Linked DNA regions of Hordeum vulgare: region 2 is linked to region 1. A link is a contact called in public Hi-C data. All regions are on one chromosome and are shown on one strand. The core of a region is the stretch at or near the end of the contact, and the rest is flanking DNA. Distances in the headings are between cores, read along the strand shown. Region 1 holds the start of LOC123444791 (magnesium transporter MRS2-E-like). Region 2 holds the start of LOC123444792.

Region 1 (3,234 bases), core at 447-2,946:
ATGAAGGCATCATCGAGGTGAAACTCCCAACTCCACCCAATACCTTCGGGGGAAACCCTAGATCAGTAGATCGGATGACGACGACACTCTTGTGTCGTTTCCTCCTTGGGGGCGTCATTCTTGGAGGTGTACGCGAGCTCGAGGGACAAGTGGATGGCATCTTTGGTGGAGCGCTGCTTCATCCTGCATATCCATGGCGGTGGATCTCGATGGCGTGGAGCAGTGGAGGCTCGGCGTCCGATATGTGGCAATTGACTCGCGCAGGAGGACGTCATTGTCTGACGTCGTGGTGACGTCGAGGGCAAAGAGGCCTGGCAAGGTCAATGCGTTAGTAGCTGCTTTGAGGATGGATCAATGGAAGACGATGGTGACGGCCCTTGTAGCGTGTACGTTGGTGCCCACTGGGAGTGCGCCGGACCGGTTGTGTCACCCAGTCCCGGCGTTGTGGTTTGGATGGGGCATCCGGCTTTAGATGTTAGGCTTTGGTGTGATGTCTGTTTGGTATTTTGCCCGGACATTCGGCATCCCTTCATCAAGGGGATAGGAGTAGCGGCATGTGTTGCCAAGATAATGGCCTCAGACTTACTGATGTACTACTTTGTAAGGTCTTGTTAAATAATTAATAAAATGACTGCATACATAGTCTAGATGCAGAGGCCGGGGTACATCCTCCTTTTCTTAAAAAAAAAATGAAAACGGAGGGAGCACTACCTTTTGTACGCGCCCTGATAGCTCTACCAGGCGGCTCTTGATCTGCCTGACGTGCTCCAGGTTGAGCGTGCTAACCTTCGAGGTCAGCTTGTCCAAGGCCGGATACGCTTCCTTCTCGAGGGCCAACGTCTAGCACCAATAATTTGCACCAAGTGAAAACACGGTAAGTTGGTAACACTCGCTATGGGCAGAGCTCATGTGTTTGCCAGTGTATTACCTCAGATTCCATGCATTTGCATGTGTGCTCGAGGCAGACCTCGAGCACCTTGAACTCGAAGGGCTGGATCTTGGCGCTGCCAGGCATCGGCACGTTCCCCTGACCATCACCCAGCTCCATGTCGTCGCTTGCCGGATTCGTGGTACACGCATCCTTCACGCAGAAGCACAGGAACCGACAGAATCAGGCGAATGGTGCATTGCAGATGATGAACATCACTCACCGCCATATCGTACTGTAGCAAGCATGCATGAATGAATATTGGCTAGTGAAGCAGCGATGGGTGTTTGACTGTTCGTACCGGGAGCGCGAGGCGGGCGTGGAGTTCTTGGAGGAAGGGGTGGAGGCGCGGGTTGCCGGGGTCGCGGACGAGCACCTCGGCGGCGGTGACGATGGCCTTGACGTGCTCGAGGTTGACGACGATGGCGCGGTCGCGGCCGAGGATGGTGGACGGGTAGGAGAGCAGCGGGTCGAGCACGCGGAGGTCGCGCGCCGGCAGCCCCGTCATCTCCATGATCCGGTGCCTCCCGAACTCCCCCCTGCGCTGCTCCCCCGCCGCCGGCACCACCAGCCACTCCTGGCTCGCCACCGGCGCCGCCTTCCGCCGCGGCGCCGGTGCGGTCTGCGGCTGCCTCCGCTGCTCCATGCGCGCGCGCGTGGACTGCTACCGAGGCCGCGTGGCGTGGCGCGACGCGGTTATCGGTACGAGGTCTTCGCCGCGGCGGGTCAGACGAGCTCGAATACTCCTTGAAAACAGCTTACTACCACACGTCCCAAGTGGCGTAGGCGCGCGATTATTACGGGTGCCGGTCCGCGCGAGCGCGGATGGCGACGAGGGATCTGCCCAGCGGGCCGGCCACGGTTGTTGGCTGGAGCGTTCTCTTTTCTCTGTGGACGAGGATAGTCAATCGGTGCGGCGGTGCCATGTGTGTGGAAGCCAGTAGGCATTTGTATGTAGTAGTGTTTCTATTCGATACCCTTGTCCTTGTCCCATGGTACCACCGTCTCTCTCTTGCATGTTTTACCTCGCCGTGTTTTAAATACCACAGTACTGTACTAGTATGATCTGCCTGGAAGAGATCATTACAATAGATTATATTCCCTCTGTACCTAAGTCCTTCCCAGATACTCCCTCCGTGTCAAATCTTTTGTCTTAGATTTGTCTAGAAATGAATGTACCTAAATAGTAAAATATGATTAAATACATTTATATCTATACAAATCTAAGACAAAAATTCTAAAACGAAGGGAGTACAAGGTATAGAGGAAGTATTACGACATGTACAATGATTACATACATATACACCTTATTTTATTTATTTACTTTGCATATTAGCTGTGACCTGAGTCAAACGGTATAAAGTTTGACCAAGTTTGTCAAAAACAATCTAAACTTTCATAATAAAAGATATATATGACATGGAAATACACGAATGACGATTTCAATGGTATTGATTTGATATTGTGGACGCTAATATTTTTTATATATGAACTAGGTCAAAGTTTAAATAGTTTGACTCAAGACAAAACTAATATCTGAAGTAAATAAAAACAGAGCAGTACATAGGACGATTGTTGAGTCTGAAAGAACACTGTTTTGTTAATATTTGCGAGCTCAAGTTGAAAACACATAATTTCTAATAAAAATACAGAATCATTTGAGTTTTTTTGACTTAGATTTTTCAATGTTTAAACCTGTTGTGGTCAGAAAATGGTGGGGATGTGGGTGGGTATGTACCAAAAGCCATGGGCAAGGTAGATGGTTGAAGAGAGGGAAATTATTCACATAGCAGTGACAAATCTAGGACGCAAGTGGATGATAGACTCAAATTCAAAGATCCTAGTTTTATTTTTGAGATAGTGCAGGGTGATGGGATAAGATGGGCTGCAAGCTGCTATTTTTTGGGCTGGGCCTAATTACTACACTTGGTAGTAACTTTGGATGTTCTTTAAGGGTAGATTTGAGCCTCTCGAAGCCTGTTGAGAAGAATCGCTCCTCTTATATAGGATGTTGGAGTACCCACCTATTGGGAGCCTCCGCAGGCGAGAGCGCCCTCTTTGTCATCCACTTTGAGGTGGTATACCGCGGATGTTTCCCTCAGCTCTTCATGTTGTTCGATCTACCGAAGGGCGCGCGCCCGAGTGACCCGCCTCACAGGTCTATGAAGGGTGAACCACAAGTGTGCATGGCGACACAGTAGTGTGGTGTTTTTCGGCGCACCCGCGTGCGAGGTCTTGCATGTTGTCCCATGCAAGCCGAAAGCACGCAAGGACCTCCGCGCGGTGGCGTACCTAGCCCATTGGAC
Region 2 (3,234 bases), core at 267-2,766, 160 kb after region 1:
CGAGGTTCCATATCTCAGTGTTGTTGGAGCGCTTATGTATCTTGCAAATTGCACAAGACCCGATATTGCATTTGCAGTAAATCTACTTGCTAGACACAGCGCAGCTCCCACCAAACGTCATTGGTCGGGAGTCAAGAATGTCTTTCGATATCTCCAAGGCACAAAGGATCTTGGTCTATACTTTCAATTCTAGGAAAAACTGGACTCTGGTATAATTGGATATACAGATGCTGGCTATTTATCTGATCCCCATAATGCCAGATCGCAGACCGGCTTTGTGTTCCTACATGGTGGAACTGCTATATCATGGAAGTCTTCGAAACAGACCCTTGTTGCAACATCTACCAATCATTCTGAAATAATTGCTTTATATGAGGCATCACGTGAATGCACGTGGCTTCGCAGAATGATAAACCACATACAACAGTCATATGAAATTGGTTCTATCGAATCACCTACCATTATCTATGAAGATAATGCGGCTTGTGTTGCACAGATGCAAACAGGATACATAAAGAGCAATGTCACTAAGCATATTGCCCCTAAGTTGTTTTATCCCTATGAACTCCAGAAGAGTGGTGAAATCAACATCTTGCAAGTCAAGTCATGTGATAATCTCGCTGATCTTTTCACAAAGTCTTTACCAGCTTCAACATTCCAGAAATACCTTCATGGAATTGGTATGCGACGGCTCCGAGATTTGCAAGAGTCAGGGGGAGTATCTTCTTGAACTGTTCCTGTTCAAAGCCTCATATTACACTCTTTTTCCCTTTATGAGTTTACTCTAGAGGTTCTCATCAAGGTTTTTAATGAGGTAATATCAACATAAGAACACATGTCATACTATCTGTTTTCCCCACCGGGGTTTTTAGAAAAAGTATATACGACATATTTATTGTCCTCTTATTCTATGAATGCATTTCATATGGAGTTAACGGAGGCAATAACCATTATATGCGGTATCATTTTCTCCTTATTTTCCCACAGGGTTTGAAGGAGTTTTAGCTGCATATACTACACCACTCCTTATATTTTTCCCACAGGGTTTTTAGAGGAGACTATTACAAGATGATGAACACGTTCAAGGACAAGTATAGATTAGGGGGAGTGTTAAAGTTTAATTAATTATGTAATTAATTAAGTTAATCCCTACTTGTAACCGCACGCACCATGCGAAAACCGACGTATGCGGGAACCGTCTTTCCCCGACATATAAAATTCATCATCAAGAATAAAGTTGACAGTTGTTTCCATTTACATCTCTCTCTCATTTTCAATCACAACAGCAACAAGCTAGACATAGGGGCGCCCCTCTGCCCACGACGTGGACTCGCTCGTTGCGGGGAAATCAGATTCGGCCTGGATAACGGCACGCCAGCAACGAGTCGGCACTGCCGATACCCCACCCGGCAGGCGGCGGCCGGCCGTCTGCCCAGTTCCCACCTCGTGGGTGGGGCCCGCGCACCACGCCTAACCACACGGCCGGCCATCTCTTCTCGCTCTCTCTCCTCCTGCTACTGCTAGAAGCGTCGTCTTCGTCGCGCTCCGCTCCGCTCCGCTGGACTGCTTGCCGCCTGCATCGAAGCGAAAACGTAAAACAACCCAGACACGGCCCTCTCCAATGGAATCCACGGAAGGTCCACGACGCCCCGCTCCCCGCCACTAGCCCACTGACCCCACCGCCACCGCCACCACCATGCTCCAGCTCCAGCTCCAGCCCCCTCGCTTCCTGCCGCTCCCTCGCTCCCGCCTCCCCGGCCGCCGCCGCCGCCACGGCCCCCCGCCCGCCCTCGCCGTCCGCTCCCAGTGGAAGCTCCCCGACGTCGACACCGGTGAGCCCCCTCCCCGAGGCCCCCGATAGGCCGTGCCCCTGCCCGTGCTCTCTCTGATCGCTGTGGGCTTGCTGTTTCGCAGATGCGGTGCAGGAGCGGGTGCGTTCGTGGCTCTCCCGGGCGCGGGGTGCGGTGGTGGGCGTCACGCAGGCGGCGCGGGAGCGTGGACAGCGCAAGGAGGAGGCCGATGGGAGGAAGAAGCAGAGGAAGGAGGAGGTGCAGGAGGAGCCGCTCGTCGCGGTGCCCGAGATCACCCTGGAGAGGCGGGTCGGCCCCGGCTGGCTCTCGCTGGACGCCATTGTCTCCATCGAGCAGTTTGCTAGGTGTGTCAAGCTACCTTGCACTTGCTCTCCTCTACGGATTAATTTGTCCTAGATGTAGAATAAGTAGCCAGATTAATTTTAGAAAATGACTACCAGTTCATCTCCTGAGTCCTGACTATCATAATAAATGATTGATTAGTTGAAGCCACAAACTGCTTTTCTCTTGGACTCAATTGACAGGACGCTCGCTTGGTGATATCATCAGGACTACTCTGAACCATGTGCTATAATAGATAGGATCATGTTAGTAGTGGTTAGAAGTTAGAACCATCTGGAATTGTAGTGTACCTGTTGCAAGAATATTAAGTCTTATCTTGAACTTGGGGGATATTTTTTCTTTCTAATCCCCCTGAAGTTCCTTTGTTCCAAACAGGCTTTTAGTGGATAAACTCAATACTACAAAATAGAAACCCTTTAAACAAATTTTGTCTTGCATTGCTGCAGCAGATAAGGAATGAGAATTTTCTGGAATACAATGGGATGAAACACGCATAGCATACGAAGCAGAAATTTCTCTGACCGAATCGATGTGAAGTTGTGAACTAACCAAGCCAGTACAAAGAGTAACCGGAAGACGTTTGCTTCCCTTGTTTAATTTTTCATATGATGTCTTGGGAATCTCAGCCACCCCATCAAAATTCCTCTCCCTGGTCTGTGAGCAAGTAACAATAAAATGGGGATCCTAATGGATTGATCAGAATGCAAATCAACCAAATTAAATAACAAAGGAAGGATCGGCAAATTGATCAAACTAATGGTCGCTGATGACTATGATGACAAAATGAGAACGTGGATCAAAATTGGTGTCGCCCAGCCCACTATGTAAGAGGTTGTGAGCGATCTTGTCTCTGGCCTTGCCGCCTCTCAGAATGCACAAGTTTCTTTGGCACTGTCTTGTCAATGACATCATATTGTAGCTCTGGGCTCATCTGCTCCCCTTTCACCTCACATATATTGTGTAGCACACAACATGATCCGGTCACGGTAGGGAGATCCGAGATCTTCATAAGTGCACGCTTTTGCAGGCACGTCCATCGTCCCTTGAGTCGTGCAAAGGCATCCATGGACACGTGACGGAG

The links. Hi-C and Micro-C count contacts between places; a contact is called where the count stands out from the background.
Region 2: a Hi-C map of leaf shows a contact between it and region 1, with 4 times the contacts expected there. The contact joins the promoter of LOC123444792 here to the promoter of LOC123444791 in region 1. A contact is called at or near these places in 4 of 6 Hi-C or Micro-C datasets (leaf and seedling).

Annotation. Positions count from the first base shown.
Region 1 is chr3H:536,482,494-536,485,727 of MorexV3_pseudomolecules_assembly, forward strand. LOC123444791 (magnesium transporter MRS2-E-like) reads right to left here and starts at 1,697. Exons shown (of 6, transcript XM_045121639.1): 1 at 1,230-1,697; 2 at 929-1,081; 3 at 712-840. The coding sequence starts at 1,574.
Region 2 is chr3H:536,639,921-536,643,154 of MorexV3_pseudomolecules_assembly, forward strand. It overlaps LOC123444792, which reads left to right and starts at 1,517. Exons shown (of 11, transcript XM_045121641.1): 1 at 1,517-1,832; 2 at 1,915-2,155. The coding sequence starts at 1,697.